Linked DNA regions of Mus musculus: region 2 is linked to region 1. A link is a contact called in public HiChIP or PLAC-seq data. All regions are on one chromosome and are shown on one strand. The core of a region is the stretch at or near the end of the contact, and the rest is flanking DNA. Distances in the headings are between cores, read along the strand shown.

Region 1 (3,939 bases), core at 944-3,443:
ATGTATGTGCCTCTGTGTGTGTGTGTGTGAGTTCCTATCATAGCAATCCGTTCTTGGTTGATGAGTACTTGTTCTCCTCTGACTCCCTACGCCGTTCATCTTTGGAGAAGAACTCTGTGCTTTAGGTGTGAGTCACCTGTACTGCATCATTTGGGGTTTTCTGCGAACTGCCTGCTCTGCACACGGATCTTTTGTTATTACTGAGACTGTAGCTCAGCCTGGCCTGAAACTTGCTATGTAGAGCACGGTAATCTCAAACTCTTGATCCTCCTGCCTCCTAAGGCCTGGAATTATGTATGTGCACCCCCACACCCTGCTTGGACACTTACTTTTGGCTTTGTCTGGAAGAGACCAGTTGTCAAAGCTGCCTCTATGGTAGACAGCTGTGTGAGCTGGGCTTTAGTACCAAACCTTCCCGGCTGTGTTTCCCACCCATGAGATGACGGTAGTGCGTGTGGAGCCCCAGGCCTGCTCCTGCAGGTATGTAGTTGGGCTCAACAGTCATGACCACCACCATTCACATCAACGTACCCCAGTGAAAGGTGACAGGACCCCTGAGTACTCCACAGACTGCCATGGGGGGGGGGAGCACTCCTCTTTTGTCAGCTGCACACTATCCTTCCCTACCCCTCAGCTGCTTCAAGGGCAGACCTGGTGTTCACCTAACTGCAGCCTACCTCATTTGTATATGGCCTTTTATTCTAATTTCCTGTAAGATGACCCTTGTTGCCTGGGCAATTGGGAGCTGAGACTCAATCCGTCTCTTTCACAGTCAGTGCCCACCCCTTCACTTTCTGTTAGCAATCATAGGAAAAGACTCCCATGCAGGCACCTCATGTCACACCCCAAACCTCTTCCCTTTCTCCCCCTCCAACAAGTGTCCTTTGTTTCCCTAGACAGTTGAGCTTCCATTTCTGTGTCATCTGTACATATACCTTTATGTATCTGTAAAGAGCACCACCCACAGATGAGAGACAGCATGCAATATTTGTCTTTCTGAGACGGACTTAATTCGCTTAATATGACTATCTCTGGTTGCATCCATTTTCTGCAAACTTCATTCTTTATAGTTGAAAAAAATTACCATTCTGTGTATAAACTCCATTCTTTTGGTCCATTTTTCTGTTGATGAGCACCAAGGTTGGCTCTGTAACTTGGTGTCTTAGTCAGTGTTCTATTGCTGTGAAGAGACACTATGACCAAAAACAACTCTTACAAAAGAAAGCACTTATTTGGGGACTGGCTTACAGTTTCAGAGATTTAGTCCATTATCATCATGGTGGGGAGCATGGTGGCACACAGGCAGACGTGGTGCTGGGGACGTAGCTGAGGGTTCTACCCCCAGAGTCACAGGCAGAAGAAGAAAGAAACCACTGGGCCTGCCTTGGGCTTCTGAAACCTTAAAGCCCACCCCCAGTGACACTTGTCCTCCAACAAGGCCACGCCCCCTAATCCTTCTCAAATAGTGCCACTCCCTGGTGACTAAGCATTCAGATCTATGTGCCTATGGGAGCCATTCTCATTCAAAGCACCACACTTGGAAGTTGTGAATAGTGCTGCAGGAAACACTACTGATCTGTGTCTCTGTGACATGCTGACTTAACGTAGTTGGGTCATAAAGTAGGTCTTTTTATTTTTTTAAAGCTTTCTGAGGAACCTTCATACTGAGTTCCACAGTAGCTGGACTGATTTAATTCCCTACCACAGCAGTGATAGTTCCCTCTTGCCCACATCCTCACCCATGTTTGTCAGTTCCTGGGTGCCTTTCTGACCAGGGTGACTTAGAATCTAATATAATTTCTCTGTTCATTTCTCTGAAGGATAGAAGTGTTTTCATATGTTTGTTGGTCATTTGTACTTTATCTTTTGAGATCTGTCTGCTTGTTCTACTAGCCCATTTATTGACTGGTTTATTGTCTTGGTATTTAGTTTTTAAAAAATTTTAAATTCTATGTGTGTTTTAGGACTTGGTTCTCCCTTCCACCCATGCAGGTCCCGGGGAGTGAACTCAGGTTGTGAGGCGTGGAGGCAAGTGTGCTCACCGGTGCTCTATTGTTTAGCGTTTCTTAGTTCTTTGTATAGTGTAGATATTAACCCCTGTCCAAAACCAACTCCTTTGGAGTCTCAGTGCCATTCCTTCCTGCTTATCCTGTTTCTCTGCAGTGTCTCCTGCTGTCTCAGGAATGCACATTCTCTTTTGTATCTGTGGCACTCCCTCAGTTGGGCATCCCCCGAGGTTCTGGTGATGCTGGAGGAGGTAGCCAGTCAGTCACTTTGATGGTCACAGCAGGGACCTGGTGTCTGTCTCCAGTACAGTCCTGGCCCATATACTTAGTTAAATGGTCTGAATGCATTCATTGCCCTGGCAGATCCTCTGTCCTTCCTCTTTTCTAGATCCCTGTGGCATCTTTGCCCCAGACACAGGTGCTTTCCTCTTCTCCATTCTTCTGCCTCAGCCTGTATCCATCAAAGCCACCTCCCCAGCCCAAGATGTCGCTTTCTCAGGCAGTCTTGATGGAGCCATTTTAATTTCATTTTCTTTGATTCATCTACTTAGTTAGCACTTAGTTTGTTAGTTTAGCTGTAGTGGTGATGGAACCAAGCTGAAAACGGTGGTTCAGGCCTATAGCCATAGCTAAGGTGTAAGAGCACAAACTGTACAAAGCCAGCCCGCTGCGCACACCTACACAGCCATGCCCTGCCAGGCTCCCTACCTCTAACCCAGGCTCTAACCACTATGCCTCAGTACTTCCATTTTAGCCATCAGGAAATGGACCCAGAGACTTGGAGAGACTTGTCCAGGTCCACATAGATGCAGAGTCCATAGCTACCCCATGAACTCAGGTCATCCCCTCCCAGAGTCTGTTTCTTACTGACGACAGTGACATTTTTACGTATTTAAATTTTTTGATGTAATTTTTTTTTTCGTGGTGCTGGAGGTGGAAGTGTGTCAAAACGGAGGTCCTGTGGGCAGTGGGCAAGCTCTCTGCTGCCGAACCATAACCCTATTCATTAGAGCCATTTCAATTTAATTTACATTTATTTATTTACTTGTTTTTTTATCTATCTATCTGTCTGTCTATCTATCTACATATCTATCTATCTATTTATTTAGTGTTTAGTTAGTTTAGCAGGGGTGAGAGTGGAATAGAGGCTATGTGTTCTAGGCTAGTACCTTACCAAGTCCTTAAGGTCATGTTAATTCTATCTATCTATCTGTCTATCTATCCACCTATCTATCTATCAATCTATCAGTCATCTATTTATATATCTATCTCTATCATTTATCTATTAATCATCTATCTACTTATCTATCAATCATCCATATATCTATATATATCATCTATGTATCCATCATCTACGTATCTATCATCTATCTCTATCATCTACCTATCTACAATCTATCAATCATCTATATATCTATCTATACCATCTATCTATGTATCTATTTGTCTATTGTCTATCATCTATCCATCTCTCCTCCCATCTACTCCCCTCCATCCACTTGCCTACTTACCTCTTTGCACTGGTGATGGAACCCAGGCGCACAAGCTAGGGCACAAGCTAGGATTTTGCCACTGAGCTATATGCCAGGCCTTAAAGCCATTCTTGTACATTATTTTTATTTTAAAAGGTTTTATGTATGAGTATTTGCCTGCATGTACACCTATGGCACCATGTGAGTGCCTGGGCCCTATAGAAGTCGGAAGAGGGCACTGGATCCTCTGAAACTGGAGTTCTATATGGTTGTGAAATACCAGATGGGTGCCGGGAATCCAACCCGGGGCCTCTGCAAGAGAAGCCAGTGCTCTTAACCAGAGCTATGTCTCCAGCCCCAGGAACCATTTTTCCAACAATGTTGTGTCTGCTGCATTTTCCTAGATATGTTGTAAATGTTACTCGGTGTGTCTCCAGTATTGCATCACACAAATGACAAAA
Region 2 (3,939 bases), core at 632-3,131, 33 kb before region 1:
CCTGTGTGCATCTCTACCACAATATGTTCACACAGCAATCCCCTAATGTGTTTGATGAAAGGAATTATGTCACATTTGTTTTTTGTTTTTTTTTTTTTTTTTTTTGTCGCCTCAGCTCCCTGCAAAGGCTGTCTGACAGTACTCAATAGATGGTTAATGATTAAGGTATAGGTCCGAAATGGTACAGACAGGCCCAAGCATCCAATCAACCAACATTATTTCCCAGCAGTATCTGTCACACTGATTAGCATGCTAACCACAAGGCCAAGTAGTGCTCGGGCTCCCCAGCACCTTTTAGACGCACACTGTGTCGCCTGGTGGGAAAGAGCTCCACCAGGATATTTTTGTTGCTGTTGTTGGGTTTATTTGTTGTTTTTTTTTTTTAAAGATTTATTTATTATTATATGTAAGTACACTGTAGCTGTCTTCAGACACTCCAGAAAAGGGTGTCAGATCTCGTTACGGATGGTTGTGAGCCACCATACGGTTGCTGGGATTTGAACTCATGACCTTTGGAAGAGCAGTCGGTGCTCTTACCTGCTGAGCCATCTCTCCAGCCCGGGTTTATTTGTTTTTGAGATACAGAGGATGTCACAATGCTGACTGGTCCAGCCTCAAACTCAAGAGATCCACCTGCCTCTGCTTCCTGAATGCTGGAACTGCAGGGCTGAGCCACGTGACATGTCTGGCGGCTACCTATTTTTAGAAAACGTTCCTGTGACCACTGAGCCTACGTGCTTCCCCCACCCCCACCCCCACCGCGTTCTCTGCCCTTTGTCCACACTCTAGGCCTGCTTGTTATCTCTCTACAGGAGAGACCAAGGGCTCCGGGTCCTCTCCCAAGACTTGGTCCAGGGGAGACCATTACTGTTAAGAGAAAACACCAATGGTGTTTAGTACTAAGTGTCAGGCATGGCCTAAGGATGTAACACGCATCGTCTCATTAAACCCTCACTGTCAACTCAACCAAGGAGGTCCCAGCGAACCTTGTTTCCATTAAACAGACAAGGAAACTGCAGCGCAAACCATACCACAAAAATCCATCAGGAACTGACAGCCTCGCACACTTCTGTTTAAACACGTTTATTTCATCTCAGCACTGAAAACAACGCACCACAGCTCCCATTTTGTAAGGCTAGAAACAGAAGGGTTAGAGGCGATGCTGAGCAGATGTCACGAAGCCAGGCCAGCTCTGCAGGCTCCTGGACAGAACGCCCTCTAACCCAGAGGGAGAAGCGAGCCCGAACACGCCTCCCTTCCCTGGCCACCGCCCTCAGGGCCCCGCCAGAGGAGCCGAACCAACAGCTTCCCCGCCGCCGGCTTGGGGACCAGTGTCGCCATCGTCTGCCCCTCTTAGAGCCTGGCCAAACCCTCGTCCCAGAGCAGGCCTAGGCGAGCGCCACAGAGCCACAACCTGAGCGTGGGCCGAGCTGATGGAGCCCGCCGCCCCGCCTCGCTCGCCGCTGCCCAGCCCAGCCCAGTCAAGCCCAGCCCAGCCCAGAGCCCTCCATGGTTCCTCTTCCTCCTTCCTAGGTGGCAGCCCCCGCGCAGTTACCGGTTACGCTGCTCCTTGAAGAGCGCCGTGAGCGCGCGCAAGGCCTCCAGGTCCTGGATGGGTGCGGGCACCATGATGCCCGACAGCCGGGAGGGTGGCATCCTGGGCGCCGCCATCTTGCCACTCGCTCTGGGGCCGAGCCTGACCAGGCGGAGAGCAGAGCGAAGAGAAGTGGGGGAGACAGACGACAGGCGAGGAGATGGAGACGCGGTCTGCACGGCTCTGGCTTCCGCAGCCCGCGTCACCCAGATCCCGTGGTGCTGCAAGGCAGAGAGCGCGAGACTAGCTGGCTTGCCTCAGGCGAAGAGGACAAGGCGACGCGGCAGGGGGAGGGGGAGGGGGCGGGGCGGAAGTCCCGCCTGAGGGGAGGGGGCGCAGCGGAAGTCCTGCTCCTGCGTAGGGTGGGATGGGGGAGGTCTTCGGTCCCCACGGTGGGGAGACGTGGAGTAAAGACCCCGTCAGAGGACAGAATACTGAGATGAAGGGGTCGGGGTGGGGGGGGGGGGGTGGCCTGTAGAGTGTCCTAGAGAATGAGTGTCTTATCAGGGACAGATGCTTTCCATGAGCAAGGGCCACCATTGGTGGGGGTCCACTCATGCAGAGGTTTCCCTCTGGGGAAGAGATACCAGGCCGAAGCAGCGCCCCCAGAATAATGGATGTTGTCCCTAAGGAGACCTGGAAAGGAGGCCCCTGAGAGGAAGAGCAGGGATACAGGCCAGAGGTGTCACCATGGGAGGGGACCTGCAGAGGAGACTTACCCTCAGGGCATGTGTTGCTAGGCCAACCAGTTCTATTGCAGGAAAACCTGAAATGGAGACTCCAGGGGAGGGAATGCGAGGTTGAGGTGTTCCACTGAGGGAGACCTGAATCGGAGATTCCCACATAGGGAAAAGATGCTGGATACCTCAAGCCATGGAGGAAGACCTTGGATAGAGGCTCCTCATGGGAAGGGGACGCTGATCAAAAATGCCCCCTTGGGAAAGAAGTCTTTCCCAAGACTCCAGGAAGGAGGCTTCCCACAGAGAGAAGGCTGAGAAGAAGTACCTCCCTAAGAGGTGTATTCCTTTCTTGTTGCAATATCAAAATATGTGATAGAAGCAATTTTACAAAGGATAGGTTTCTTTTGGCTCACAGGTTGAGAGTACAGGCCCACGTGGTGGGGACTTGTGACACAGGGCTTTAGGCAGCTTGTCACATTGCATCTATTAAGCCAGAAAACAGACAGCTGGCTTTGACTTTTTTTTTTTTTAATCTAGACCATGGAATGCTATCACCCACACTGGGGGCAGATTTCCACACACTAACCTCATCTAGACAGTTCTTCACAAACATGCCCAGAGGGTTGTCTCTGGTGATTCTAGAACCTTGTCAATTAATACTATAGGGGACCCGGGGAAGAGAGTGGGTGCTTATCAGGAATATCCCCATATTGGGGCTGAAGAGCTTGCTCAGACATTAAGAGTACTCTATCTTCCAGGAGACCTGAGTTTATTTCCCAACATGTGTATGTAGGTATCCTAGATTTTTATTACTGTGAAGAGACACCATGACCAAGGCAACTCTTACAAAGAAATTATTTATTTGGGATTAATTCACACAGTTTCAGAGGTTCAGTCCATTATCAGCATGGCAGGAAGCATGGCAGCCTGCGGGCAGACATGGCGCTGGAAGAGCTGAGAATTCTACATCTTGATCCACAGGCAGCCAGAAGGAAACTCTATTCCACAGGCAGCCAGGAGGCTCTCTTCCACACACTGGGCAGAGCCTGAGCATAGGAGTCCCCAAAGCCCACCTCCACAGTGACACTCTTCCTCCATGAAGACCACACCTCCTAATAGTGCTACTCTCTATGGCCTAGAATTCAAATCACCACAGCGGGAGGGAGGGGCCCAGCAACCTGTAATTCTAGCTCCAGGAGATTTGCAGGAACCCACATGGCATACACTTACACAGATACAAATTAATATATATATATATATATATTTTTAAATGTATCCCCATATAAAGCAACCTGGGACAGAAGGCAGAGGAATATAAAGGAGGCCTCCCTAGAAAGAGACACATTGACTGGTGCCTGGGAGGGGAGGTCCCAGGCAAAAGGTCCCCTGAGAAAGTAGAAGACCTGGACCCTCCCATGTAAGTGTTTTAATCCAGGCTCCTCCCTCAGGTGCCACAGCCTGTCACCAGTTGCTAAGTCTCAGACCCTGAAAGCTGGCTTCCTCGTGATAGCCTCCTGTTAATACTGTCATTTGTCAAGTACTTAGAATAGCTCGTCGAGGTTTTTAAAACAGTTAAAGAGCCAGCAAAAAGGCCTGATGACCCTGAGACCACAGAGTAGAAGAGAATCAACCAAACACATTGTCCTTTGACCTCCATTTCTGTAC

The links. HiChIP or PLAC-seq counts read pairs in DNA pulled down with a chosen protein or histone mark.
Region 2: a contact with region 1 is called in an H3K27ac HiChIP or PLAC-seq map of embryonic stem cells, with 5 read pairs. The contact joins the promoter of Atxn10 here to the enhancer-like site in region 1. A contact is called at or near these places in 5 of 115 datasets of contacts at active chromatin or transcription factors (CD8 T cells, double positive thymocytes, embryonic stem cells and 2 more).

Annotation. Positions count from the first base shown.
Region 1 is chr15:85,301,710-85,305,648 of GRCm38.p6, reverse strand. No RefSeq gene overlaps it. Among named protein-coding and RNA genes, the nearest start is that of Gm34337, 9.3 kb to the left of the region's middle. Within about 2 kb of position 2,193, at least 3 of the 459 cell types and tissues checked have an H3K27ac peak or open chromatin away from gene starts, as enhancers often do. A contact at or near this core is called in embryonic stem cells, where this site is marked.
Region 2 is chr15:85,334,197-85,338,135 of GRCm38.p6, reverse strand. Atxn10 (ataxin 10) reads right to left here and starts at 1,881. Exons shown (of 12, transcript NM_016843.4): 1 at 1,556-1,881. The coding sequence starts at 1,671.